Regions from separate parts of the Mus musculus genome. Here all the other regions are linked to region 1. The links are chromatin contacts, called in public promoter capture Hi-C and targeted proximity ligation maps. All regions are on one chromosome and are shown on one strand. The core of a region is the stretch at or near the end of the contact, and the rest is flanking DNA. Distances in the headings are between cores, read along the strand shown.

Evidence for each region. Promoter capture Hi-C pulls out the DNA fragments that hold promoters and counts their contacts.
Region 2: a targeted proximity ligation map of pancreatic cancer cells shows a contact between it and region 1. A contact is called at or near these places in 1 of 39 promoter capture datasets (liver) and 1 of 130 datasets of targeted methods (pancreatic cancer cells).
Region 3: a promoter capture Hi-C map of pre-B cells shows a contact between it and region 1, with 2.6 times the contacts expected there. A contact is called at or near these places in 2 of 39 promoter capture datasets (neutrophils and pre-B cells), 1 of 484 Hi-C or Micro-C datasets (B cells) and 1 of 9 other capture datasets (liver).

Annotation. Positions count from the first base shown.
Region 1 is chr19:6,398,871-6,403,022 of GRCm38.p6, forward strand. Rasgrp2 (RAS, guanyl releasing protein 2) reads left to right here and starts at 1,671. Exons shown (of 17, transcript NM_011242.3): 1 at 1,671-1,781; 2 at 2,851-2,993; 3 at 3,602-3,704. The coding sequence starts at 2,921.
Region 2 is chr19:4,941,366-4,945,389 of GRCm38.p6, forward strand. Peli3 (pellino 3) reads right to left here and starts at 1,727. Exons shown (of 7, transcript NM_172835.3): 1 at 1,573-1,727; 2 at 395-547. The coding sequence starts at 546.
Region 3 is chr19:4,809,987-4,813,812 of GRCm38.p6, forward strand. Rbm14 (RNA binding motif protein 14) reads right to left here and starts at 1,648. Exons shown (of 3, transcript NM_019869.3): 1 at 1,186-1,648. The coding sequence starts at 1,522. It overlaps Gm21992 (predicted gene 21992), which reads right to left and starts at 1,613. Exons shown (of 3, transcript NR_157185.1): 1 at 1,186-1,613.

The sequences.
Region 1 (4,152 bases), core at 421-2,920:
GCAGGTGGCTAAAATAAATTCAAAACCAGGGGAGTGTTAGGGCTTAGGGCATTCGCAGATCGTTTAGGCGAGAACAGTGGTATATTCCCGGTTCTGGAGAAACTGAGGTATATAAGGGGCCTCTTCTGAGCCTCACATAAACCAAGATTGAAGTGCAGAGGACTGCTTCCCTCGCCCAAGGCAAGGAGGGGCAATCCTCGGAAGGGGTTTTGCGGCCCTGGGTTTCATAGTGAGTCTAAACGGCCGGAAACTGTTACCTATCCCTAGGCTAGGTGTGAGGGACATAACTGCTTGTGGCTGCCCCTCCCAAGTTCCTCGTCTCGGCCCATGCATCCAAGGCTTCCAGTTCCGAAACTGCAAAGCACCTACCCAATTTATAGACGCCTCTTTCTCTCTTGCCCAGTGGGGTGTCCCTCGCCCCATCTCTAGACAACGAACCTGGGTTCCCAGGGAGCCGCGTGTTCGTTCATTCATTCCTGGCTTTTTGAGGCTCCACTGGACCAAAACCAGCTCGCATTCTGTCCCAGCCCCTCCCCCAGGCCATCGCAAGGATCCGCAGCCCCACGCCCGCGACCTCCACCACGCCCGGGCCTCCGCCGCCCGCAGGAAGACGCCCGGGCCCGGGCAGGGTGAACCCCGTGGGAACGGTTTGTCTCGAAAACAGGAACCCGGACCGGGGGGCTGGGCGGGGCGCCCCTTCCCCACCGCAGTCCGCTTCCTGCCCCTCCCGGCTTCCTCCGTGCGACACCCAGGCGGGGCGCAGAGCCCGGGGGTGTCGCGGTGGGGGAGGGCTGCTGCACGCGGTCCCCACACCAACAGTGGCGCAGCCCCCCGCCCGCGGTTAAACTCTCTGGGGCGGCAGGGGAGGGGTTAATCTGCTTCAGGGCCCGGCGCGCGCGGGGCGAGAGGGGGAGTCCCCGGTGGAGGAGGCGCGGCGCGGGGTGCAGGGGCGGGGAGGGGGCGGGGCGGCAGGGCGCTGGGCCGCGGCGCGGAGACCGGGTGGGAGCCGCAGCCGCAGCGAGGCCGGCGGGCGGGAGCGCACGGAGGTGGCGCTGGCCGGGCAGGGTTCGGGGTCCGCGCTGCGGGTCCCAAGAGTGAGTGAGCGAGCACGCGCGCGGGTGGGGCGTGGGACACAGAGGGTGCGGCCCCTAGGGATCTCCTAGGGGCAGGCTGGCGGGGACTGCGGGTGGGTGGGGAATCTGCGGTCCTGGGTGGGACAGAGCTTGCGGAGGGGATGAGGCACTTAGAGCCACCCGCAGGAGGGGGGCGTTCGAGGCATTCCGGTGCTCGCCTGAAACGTATCTACCAGGCTCTTCCCTGCAAGTCCCCATTTGACAGATGGGAAAATTGAGGTTCAGAGAGACTAAATGATTCTCAAGGTCACCCAGCAAGGAAGTAACAGTCAGGAGGGAACGACTCTGAGAAGTCCTCGGGAGGATTCCCTAATGTAGGGGAGTCTGTGTAAGGGCGAGGTCCCTTTCCTTGGGACAAGGTTTTGGCGAGATCCAGGAATGTAAAGAACCCCAGGCTTTGGGGCTGCGAGCCCTGGAGCCTGGTTGAGGGGGGAGGGGCGGCAGAATGGGTGTGTGCGCAACCAGGGGGTATGTGGATGCGTGTGGGAGTGTACATGCGTGGAGATGCACTGTCTTTGCGTGTGTGCACACGTGTTCAGATGTCAGAGCTACTGTGATCGAGAGATCAGAGGCTGAGCTGGTTCAAGTGAACAGAAGGTCTGGGAGGTGAACTGCATTCAGGTTTGCATTCTGAAGTAAAGGACTTGGGTATGTGTGGCTGAGGATTTTCATTGCAGGTGTGCATGGGATGTGGGTGCCATTGTGTGTGATTAGGACGGGAGGTGTCTATGACCCTGGTGTGTGTGAAAAGGGTCTTCTTGCACTTAATGTAGGTCATTGGCCTTCGGCAAATACCTAGTCTAGAGAATAGGTGTTTGTTCCTGCATGGGTGCTTTTATAGTCCCCACTGATGACCAGGATTATTAATGGTGTCATGCAGGCCATGGCGCTAGCGGCCCCTTCTGGGCTCCCTACTCGGTGCTCTCACGCACAATTTAACTATGCAGCAGGGTGGGTGGGAAGGCGGGAGCCCAGGTTGGGAAGATATATGGCAATTCTGGAAGGGCTAGGACCGGACTCCTGGGACCTTAGTACTTGTGGGTTGGGAGTCCGCGGTTCCCAGGCTTTGGCTTCCCACTGACATCTCCCAACCGCAGTGGGCTACCCCTCCCACCCCCCGCCCCAGGAATGTTCTTCTCTCTAGCCCTCCTCCCCAAGGGCAGGCCCCTGGGGGATGCTACGGCCCCGCCTCCCACTCGGGGAGCCCAGGAGGGGGAGATGTAGGCAGGACTCCTGGGTTCCCTCCTCCCTCCTTCCATCCCAGGGAGAAATTCCTCCGAGGTCCCCTCAGGCACTGGGTTCCCAAAATAACCCTGCGGGGGAAGGGAGGCTGTGAAGGGAGGGGAAGCGGGAGGAGTGCAGAGTCAAGCTGTGGGGTGTTGCAGGTGCCTGTGGGGAGCAAATGCAAGGAGAGGAGGGCCCGCCAGGAGGCTTGGGGCACTAACTAACCCCTGGGGTCCTGGCTCGTCCCTTATTCTCGTAGAACCCTTCTAACCTCCCGCGACTCCGCGGGTGGGCCGGAAGCCTCTCAGCTAGTCCATTTCCCAACTAGCGAGTTGCACCATCCCGGGGCAGGACCGTTTAACCCTAGAGGGGCAACGGCAGGCAACTCCGCCCATGCCCAGCAGGGGGCGTGCCCACTCCGCCCCGTTCCTACGCGCCGAGCCGCTCCCCCCACCTCCCGCGCCTCTGCTGACTCCCACTTCTCCCAGGACAGGGGTCCGAATTGAGCACCGTGGGAGGCTCTGAGAGTGTAGCTTGGGTCTAGCCTACTGGCACCGGCAGCCATGACGAGCACTCTGGACCTGGACAAGGGCTGCACCGTGGAGGAGCTGCTCCGTGGTTGCATCGAAGCGTTTGGTGAGTTGCATGCAGCACGAGGGGTCACACCCAGCTGGACCCTGAACCAGACTCTAGGCCAGAACCTACCCAGGCTCCTATTTTGAAGTCTTCTTAAGAAAAGCTCCTTGATTTTGCGGAGAAGTACCCCAATGTACCCCTTGTACAGACGTCAAGGAAGGGGCCCCAGGGTCCCAACACTGACCTGGGAGGGGCATTATCTGTCTCCCTGGGGGATCCGGAGGAACTCTCTATCTCTAGCCTGGGAACTGTTTCCGGCAGATGGGGGTTGGTTTATCGGGTGAAAGGGGTGCCCCTTCCCCCAACACTCAGGAAATGACCTCTGGATTCTTGACCCCGGGGAACCCAGGCTCCTTCCGCTCCAGCTGGTTCCCCTCCTGACGACGGGCTTGGTCCAAGCTCTCCTCCTCCAGCCTTTGGATCCTGTGGTACCCCTCATCCACCCAGACTTATTTCTCAATTTTCACTCCTGGCTTTGGAGTGTTGGGAAATGCAGTAGGTGGGTGAGGTCCGGAGTGCAGACCCAGGGACCTGTCACCAGACTGCAGACTAGGCATCTGTGCCTCCGGACCAAGGGTCAGCTGGCTTCTTTTGGACTTTTGGAGCAGATGACTCCGGAAAGGTGCGAGATCCACAGCTAGTGCGCATGTTTCTCATGATGCACCCCTGGTACATACCTTCCTCTCAGCTGGCTTCGAAACTGCTCCACTTATATCCTTGATGGGGCATGGCTCAGGCTCTGTTGTCCACGAGTCCATTCTGCTTGGCTTGCTCAAGACCTTAGAACATAGAGTGCAGACCCTACCTATATCACACAATTCAGACACTGATCAGTCTTCTAGGACCTAGGCTTTGCCCTGTGCCTAACTGAGGACTTGGGCTCTCCTGTTACCTAGGCCTTGGCCTCATTCTCCCCTAACGTCTTGGATCAGCCCCTGCTCTGCCCCAGGGCCTCCTCTCCATCTATGGTGAAATCCAACCCTCCGCCTCCATCAATACTGCCTGCCCCCAGAGTTGACTTATCAGTTCCCCCTCTCCCCATGCATTCTCCTGGGTTCAAAGCATCCCATGCGTCAGAGCCCAGGTCCCTTCCCTTGGGTGCGCTTCCGCTCCTCTTCCTAACCATAGGTTCCCGTCTGTTGCCCTTAACCCTCCTTTA
Region 2 (4,024 bases), core at 477-2,976, 1.5 Mb before region 1:
TTTATCCCACACTTACACACAGTAGGTGCTTTACAGACTCTTTTTTTGCTATTCTTTTTCTTAGCTGATTACAAACTGTGGTGAGCAGCTTTAAGAATTGCCTCCGGCTGCTGGTTGTGGTGTATACCTCTAATCCCAGTACTTGGGAGGCAGAGACAGGTGGATCTCCGAGTTCAAGGCTACCCTGGTCTACTCATCAAGTTCCAGGCCAAGGCTATGAGAAACCCTGTCTCCAAAACAAAACAACAGAAATGGGTTTGATCACTTTTGCTCTTCTTCTGGGAAAGTGGCAAGAAGCAGAGAGTCCTGGGAGAGCAGCCGGTGCACACTGTTATCTTGGCTGACCTGAGGGACAGTTACCCAAGCACATCACTCCTGGACTAGGGAGGCTCACCCCAGAACGATGAGTTCACCATACTTGATGGGCTCCTCGCCTGCCAGTGCTTCTTCACCAGGACAAGACAGGATGCAAGAGCCCTGGCTCCCCGGGTGCTGGAGGTCTGAGGTCCGGGGGGATCCCACGTCAGGGTTTCCTTCCAGCACCATTCTGAGCACAGTGGGAGAAGAGAAAAGAACCTTGCAACTTCCCACCCCAGCTCCTCTCAGGCTCTGGCTAGACACAAGGCAAGAATGGTCCGTCAACACTTGTTATTATAACTACTTCCTTTCCCCCAAATGGTGAGGTTGCTGGGATACCAAGGAGGGAGACTGGTGAGACAAGACCAAGAAACAAATGGCAAAATCAGAGTCAGAGTGTTTGGTCGGTTAGAGCAATATACCAACTTTGGATGGAATGTGTTTGGCAGAGGGGCAGCCAGGACTTAAGAGACCTCTAGACTCAGACTTAATTCCTGGCTTAAGCTCTTAACCCCAAGACCTCAGTTAAGCTCTCTGTCAGGTTCTTGGGTGTCTGTCTTCATTCTAATCTTATTGCCCTTTTTGCAGCAGGTCTAGGCCTCTGTCAGTCTGTCTGTTCTCAATGACTCTCTGTCCTCCCAGCACGTCCTTTTCTGCCTGTTCTCGCCCCACTCCGGTCCCTACTTCTATCCTTCCTCTATCTGTCTGCCTTTGTCTTACCACCCACCTGACTCAGTCTCCCTATCTTAGCCTGGCAATGCAGGCAGGCCTCCAGATCCCTCCCTCCCTCAGGTGTCTGTCTGTGGTCCTCAGGCCGCTTAGGTCTCTGGAGGCCTGTGGGGGCGGCGCTCCCCAGTCGGGCACCTCCTGCAGCAGAGTCAGTCGCCCGCAGGCTGTTAACAGCCCCAACGTTGGAAGGTCTGCGCAGAGGCAGGCCTGCACCCCGTGCTCGGGAAGGGCACAATGACAGCATACGCAGATACACACCAGGCGGCCCCTCACAAATACGCGCGCGCACGCTGTCAGTCCCGCGGGCAGTGCCTAGACTGGCACAGCATACCCAAGAACTCCTACGGCAGAGACGCGCCTCCGCGCTAACAGCCACAGGCGCCAGCCCTCAGACCCGCTCTCTTAACCCCGCCACCCCCAGATACTCAAACACGCCCCCAACGCACGCCCAACACAGCCCCCCGCCCCCCACCTCGCCAGCCTCACCTGGCGGCGTTCTGGGGCTCTCTGTGTGCTGCTGGCCCCCACCCGCCTCACCTCTACTGCGCCCCGGGACTGCCGCGGCGGGATGGGCCCGGCCCGCGGCTGCTCGGTGCAGCCTCGTCACGGGGACACCCGAGGCCCGGAGGAGGGAGGGATGTGCACACAAACCTCCACGCCCCACCCCTTGCCCCACGCCCCGCCCCGGCTCCGCCCCTAGAGGCCCCACCTTACCCCGAGGCTCCGCCTCCTGCGGCTTAAGCCTGGCTGTAGTCTGGGAAGCCAAAGAGGTTGTCTACAAGACCCCTCTCTTATTCCAGGCTCCGGACACCTCACCCTCATTCTGGGGTCTTCTAGGTTCTCCCCGAGACCGGAGCCTCCTTTCACACAGTAATCTAGAGGCTCCTTTTCCCAACCTAAGACTAGCGACTGCCCACCCGCTGCTCCAAGACCCCGCCTCCTTTATGGGGAAATCTCGGAATTACAGAGAAGCCCAGAGCAAACAGAGGGAAGGAAACTACTAGAAGAGGCGGAGGAAGGTGCATCACCCGTGGAGGCTGAGGAAAGCCACTGCGGTTGTCTCGAGTGCAGATCTGTCTTTCAGTTCAGCGCGACCACTTTCTCTCTGTGCAACAATCAGTGAGCTCTGGCCTCCTTGGTGTCCAGAGACATGAATCACTGACCTCCCCTCCCAACAGCATGCTTCTATCCTTTGCAAAGCCTCAAAGGAAAGCCCACTTTGGGGTGCTCGGTCCCTCAGGGCCACAGGCTTTCTTCTGTCAGTACCAGGCTCTCTGGGTTGAATTTGGGCAAATTAAGTCCTGTAATCCTTGGAAGGCGGGTACGATAATTGTGGCCTGTCACCCCTGTCCCCGATGCCACAAAACAGATTTACAGAAATGGCTTGCTACAAAGGAACCAAGAGAGGATCTGGCCCATGGCTTCATACACCTTGATAAACACTTTACCACTTACCAACATCTCCAGCCCTTGAACGACTCATTATTTTTTTTATATTAAATCTATTTTCATGTATATGAGTATTTTGCTTCCGTGTATGGTTGTGCACCACTTGTATGCCTACCTGGTGCCAACAGAGGCCAGAAACTCGAATTCTCTGGGACTGGAGTTACAAACAGTTGTGAGCCACCATGCCAGTGCTAAGTATCAAACCCAGAGCTGGGCAGTGGTGGCGCAAGCCTTTAATCCCAGCACTTGGGAGGCAGAGGCAGGCGGATTTCTGAGTTCAAGGCCAGCCTGGTCTACAGAGTGAGTTACAGGACAGCCAGGACTATACAGAGAAACCCTGTCTAATAATAATAATAATAATAATAATAATAATAATAATAATAAAAACCCAGGCTCTCTGAAAGAGCAAGCAGCCATTGCACTTAGCCACTGAGCCATCTCTAGTCCCCTTACTTTGTTTGCTTGTTTGTTAGTTTTGAGAGTCTCACTGTATACCCCTGAATGGCCTGGAGCTCACCATGTACATCATCAGACTAGCCTCCAAAAAGCTGGAGTTAAAAGCAAGGGCCGCCAAACCTGATGAACTCCTGACTTTGAAAGCTGCCATGAACTAGAGATGGACTCAGTTGTGCAACTACCAAACCCAGACACTATTGCAGATGCCAAGAAGAGCTTGCTGATAGGAGTCTGATATATAGCTGTTTCCTGAGAGGTTCTGCCAGTGCCTGGCTAATACAGAAGTAGATGCTCACAGTCATCCATTAGACAGAGCACAGGGTCCCCAATGAAGGAGCTAGATGAGGTACCCAAGGAGCTGAAAGGGTTTGCAGCCCTATAGGAGGAACAACAATATGAACTAACTGGTAACCTCAGAGCTCCCTGAGACTAAACCACCAATCAAAGAAAACACACGGAGAGACTCATGGCTCTAGCTGCATATGTAGCAGAGGATGGCCTAGTCGGTCATCAATGGGAGGAGAGGCCCTTGGTCCTGTCCCAGTATAGGGGAATGCTTGGTCCAGGGAGTGGGAGTGGGTGGGTTAGTGAGCAGGGGGTGGGAGGAAGGGATAGGGGATTTTCGGGAGGGAAACTAGGAAAGGGGATAACATTTGAAATGTAAATAAAGAAAATATCTAATAAAAAGAGAGAGAGAGAGAGAGAGAGAGAGAGAGACTCAGTTGTGGTCTCTTCTGCTTAGTACCTCCTGGTCTGGAACGATATCCCAATGGCCAGTTAACCCCTGAATTGCTCATTTGTTCTGAGGCAGTTCAGGCTACCCTTGAACTCAGAGGACAACCTTCTGAGTCTCCTGCCTCCGCTTTTCATTTTTCCCGTGCCGGGATTACAGGTGTGAGGCACCACACCTAGTTTATTCAGTGCCTGGGATCAAACACAGTGATTCACAGGTGCTAGGCTAGCACTTTACCAACCAAACTACACCTCTGCCCTAGCCCCAGAGTTTGAAATGTGTTTTCCGAGGAAATCAAGG
Region 3 (3,826 bases), core at 398-2,897, 1.6 Mb before region 1:
GCAGATATGAATCCAACAACAGCACAACTAGGGAATAAACAAGGCCTCACTCCCAGGGTGCACTGTTGAAAATGACAGGGCAAAGTTAACTCTCATCAGTGAAACCCACATCGGTCTGGGTGTCTCATAAAATCTTGCCAACATAAAAAAAGCAGGTATTTGAAAGATAAAGAGATAAAACCCCAACATATGAAAATCAACAGGGTCTGAAAAAGACATTTCCTCAAAGGAAATAGCAAACTAGCAAGCTGTCCTAAGAATTATTCAAGCAATAAAAAGTACTAACTAAATAAATGGTGTTAAAACCAAGTTTAATAGAAATCTCACACGCCCCTCTCAACACCCCCCCCCCCCCCAGCCAGAGTATTCCCCTTTGCAATCTCACCAAGCTAATAAACATCTGTGCCCGGAGGCACCAGCTTAGCAAGTAAAAGGCTAACGAGGGAGAGGCTTAATAGCCCCCTTTCACATGCAAAAATAACGCAGAAAACCGGGGCTTCCACTTGTTAAGTTGTAAAACCCAACACAAAGTGGAGGGTGGAGGAAAAGAATTAAAAAGCACAAAACCGCCAAGGCTAACCCATCGAATACTGAAAGGTCAAAGGGGTTCCGAAAAGGCCCCTCCCATGCCCACAAGCAGATTCATTCCAGACAATACTAAAAAAGCCCGAACCCGAGAAACCAAGGGCCCGCTACCTTCCGGGAAGCATCGGGAAGGAACGCCAGAGCGGCCTTGGGGCTTCAACCCAACCTTTTCCCTTTTCCCTCGATCTGACCAAATTCTGGAGAGGAAGTGGGGAAGTGGCGAACTCTTTTCACCGCTCCATAATCCGGTTGGTGCCCTTCCCTTTCCATTTCATTTTGGTGCCAGGCTCATGCAACCAGGAAAAGGCGCCTCCTCCCAACCCCGCACACTCGCAAATCTCTGGCGCGTCCCCAGCCCCGAGGCTTCGGCTTGCAGTGGCCACTGCACCCGCCCGGAACCGACTCCTCCCACTTGATGAATGTTGCTGGGACCGCAGGGGAGAAGGGTGGCTCTACCCAACTCGCCCCCAGCACCTTAGGCCCCGCTCCTGCACACTTCCCCATCATTCCCAACCCTGAGGACCAACCCCAGAGTGAGGGGCGTGGCTAAGAGGCAGAGAGCACCGCGCGTGTCCCCTCCCGAGCGCGCTCCCGCGTTACCTTTTACCACGTCACACTCGATGACGCGTCCACGGCGCTCGAAGAGGCTGCGCAATTCCTGACTTGTACATGCAGCCGATACATTGCCCACGAAAATCTTCCAAGTGTTCAGGGGCCTCGGGCGCGACATCTCCACCACGAGCGCGCGACCTGGACGCAGCTCGTGGCCATGCAGGGCCTCGATGGCGCGCACCGCGCCAGCGTTCTCGCGCATGTGCACGAAGGCAAACTGTTTCATGACGGCGCAGCTCATGACCGTGCCATAGGGCGCGAAGAGAGCTGCCAACTCCTCCGGTGTCGTATCCGCCCCATCGACATTGCCCACAAAAATCTTCATTTTGCCGCCGCAACCGCCTTCTCGGAGAGACAGGACCTCTCCTACAGCGACAGGCAAAACGTCCGAACGACCCGCAGTCCTCCACAGGAATGGCTGGCGACCGAGAACCCCGCCGCGCAGGCGCTCTAACCTAACCAATTGGAGGCGGCATCGCGCGCGGATAGCAGCCAATCAAACAGGTTGAGAGCAGATGTCCTTTGACGCAGCCAATCCCAGAGGGCCTGGAGCCCCTTGTTAACGGAGGGGGTGGAAAAAGCATAGAGGCGCGCGACCAACCGCCACCTTCGGGGGGAGGGGAAAGGAGGGCTGGGGACGGGGAAGCGCGCTCCGGCCGAGTCCGCAGAGGCCTAGTCAGAAGAGCTACCTCCGGCCAGGGTGTGGCGTCCCGGCGGGGCCCCAAGGAAAACTTTGTTCTTTAGGGAAGTCCGGGCTCCTCCGTTTGAGCTGCCGCAGCCAAACCCTGGGTGTTGTGATGGCAGCCTCAGCGTCTGCGGTAAGGCCGCGCCCGGAGGAGAAACCAGGACAAACCCCTTTTAGTCTGGGATTGGCCCCCGACACTATATGCTTGGAGTAGGAAGGGACTGTAACTCTTTCTTTGCAAGCACATTACTTGGGGTTGCTTGAGCTCTGGAGGATTTTGCAGACAGTGAATATTGAGCGTCTGTCTGTCTCAACCTGATGGAATTTCGAGAATTACGATGATGACCATTTATTGTATGCATGAAGTTTATCACAGTATTATGTTCCATAAAGTAGAAGATCAGTAATCCTGAGGAAGCCAAAAGTTGGATCTTAAAAATATATGAGGAGGGGGCCAGGAGTGGTGGGCACCCTTTTAATCCCAGCAACCAGGAAGCAAAATCGAAAGAAATTTGTTCGAGGCCAGCCTGGTCTACATAGTGAGATCCAGGATAGGCAAGGATATAGAGAGACCCTGTCTTTAAAAAAACAGCAAAAACTTAGAGGGGCTGCTCACTGGTAAGAGAGCTTGCTGCTTTTCCAGAAAACTTGAGTTCGATTCCCAGCACCAACATGAGGGCTTACAAACCAGCTAATTCCAGTTCCAAGAGAACTGGCCATTGCACATCTGTGGTACGCAGAGAAACAAGCAAAACACCCACACACATAAAATAACGTTAAATTTAAAAAAGGCTGGAGAGATGGCTCAGTGGTTAAGAGCACCGACTGCTCTTCCAAAGGTCCTGAGTTCAAATCCCAGCAACCACATGGTGGCTCACAACCATCCATAGTAAGATCTGTCGCCCTCTTCTGGTGCATCTGAAGACAGCTACAGTATACTTAGATATAATAATAAATAAATCTTTTAAAAAAATTTAAGCCATCCCTGTAATCCCAGCACTTGGGAGGCAGAGGCAGGCAGATTTCTGAGTTCGAGGCCAGCCTGGTCTACAGAGTGAGTTCCAGGACTGCACAGAGAAACCCTGTCTCAAAAACAAACAAACAAAACTAAAAAAATTTCAAAAGAACAGAACAAAGCAGCCCACTGCTGTACTCACAGCTTTAAGGGTCAGAAGTTGAAAGTCATCCCAAATTGCCTGGGATATGTGAGACCCTATGTCAAATAAACAAATAACCTTGGGGAGAGGTCTCTTGAGTCTTGGCGGCTTTCTTTTAATGTTTTGTGTGTATGAATGTTTGCCTGTATGTATTCATATACCACGTGCATGCAGTGCCTGCGGAAGCCAGAAGAGGGCGTCAGATCCTGATGTTAGTGAGCTGTCATATGGATGCTGCTGGGAGCTGTTTCTGTTCTTTTTTTTTTTTTTTTTTTTCCTTCGAGACAGGGTTTCTCTGTGTAGCCCAGGCTGTCCTGGAGCTCACTTTGTAGGCCAGGCTGGCCTCAAACTCAGAAATCTGCCTGCCTCTGCTTCCCGAGTGCCCACCACGCCCGGCTGCTCCTGTACTCTTAACTGCTAAGCCATCTCTCTATCCCTTTGTGGGTTTCTTGTTCATGTGAGCTCCCCTTTCCTTCAAGAAAAGCACTTTATAATTAGGAGGAAACAGCTCCACAGCAAAGATGAATATATAACATAAAATGAATCATTTTAACCATGTCCAAGTGCACAGTCTGTGCTATCAAGTACATTTACATTGTACAAACCCCAGCACCATCCATCTCCAGGATAGTTTACCTTCCTCAGCTGAAATGCTGTGCCTATTAACAGTAATCCCCATCACCATCACCCTCTCTCTCCAGTCCCTTGAAACCAACATTTGACTTTCTCTCCATAAATTTGAGTATTTGGGGTACTTCACAGAAGTATATTATACAAATATTTGTCT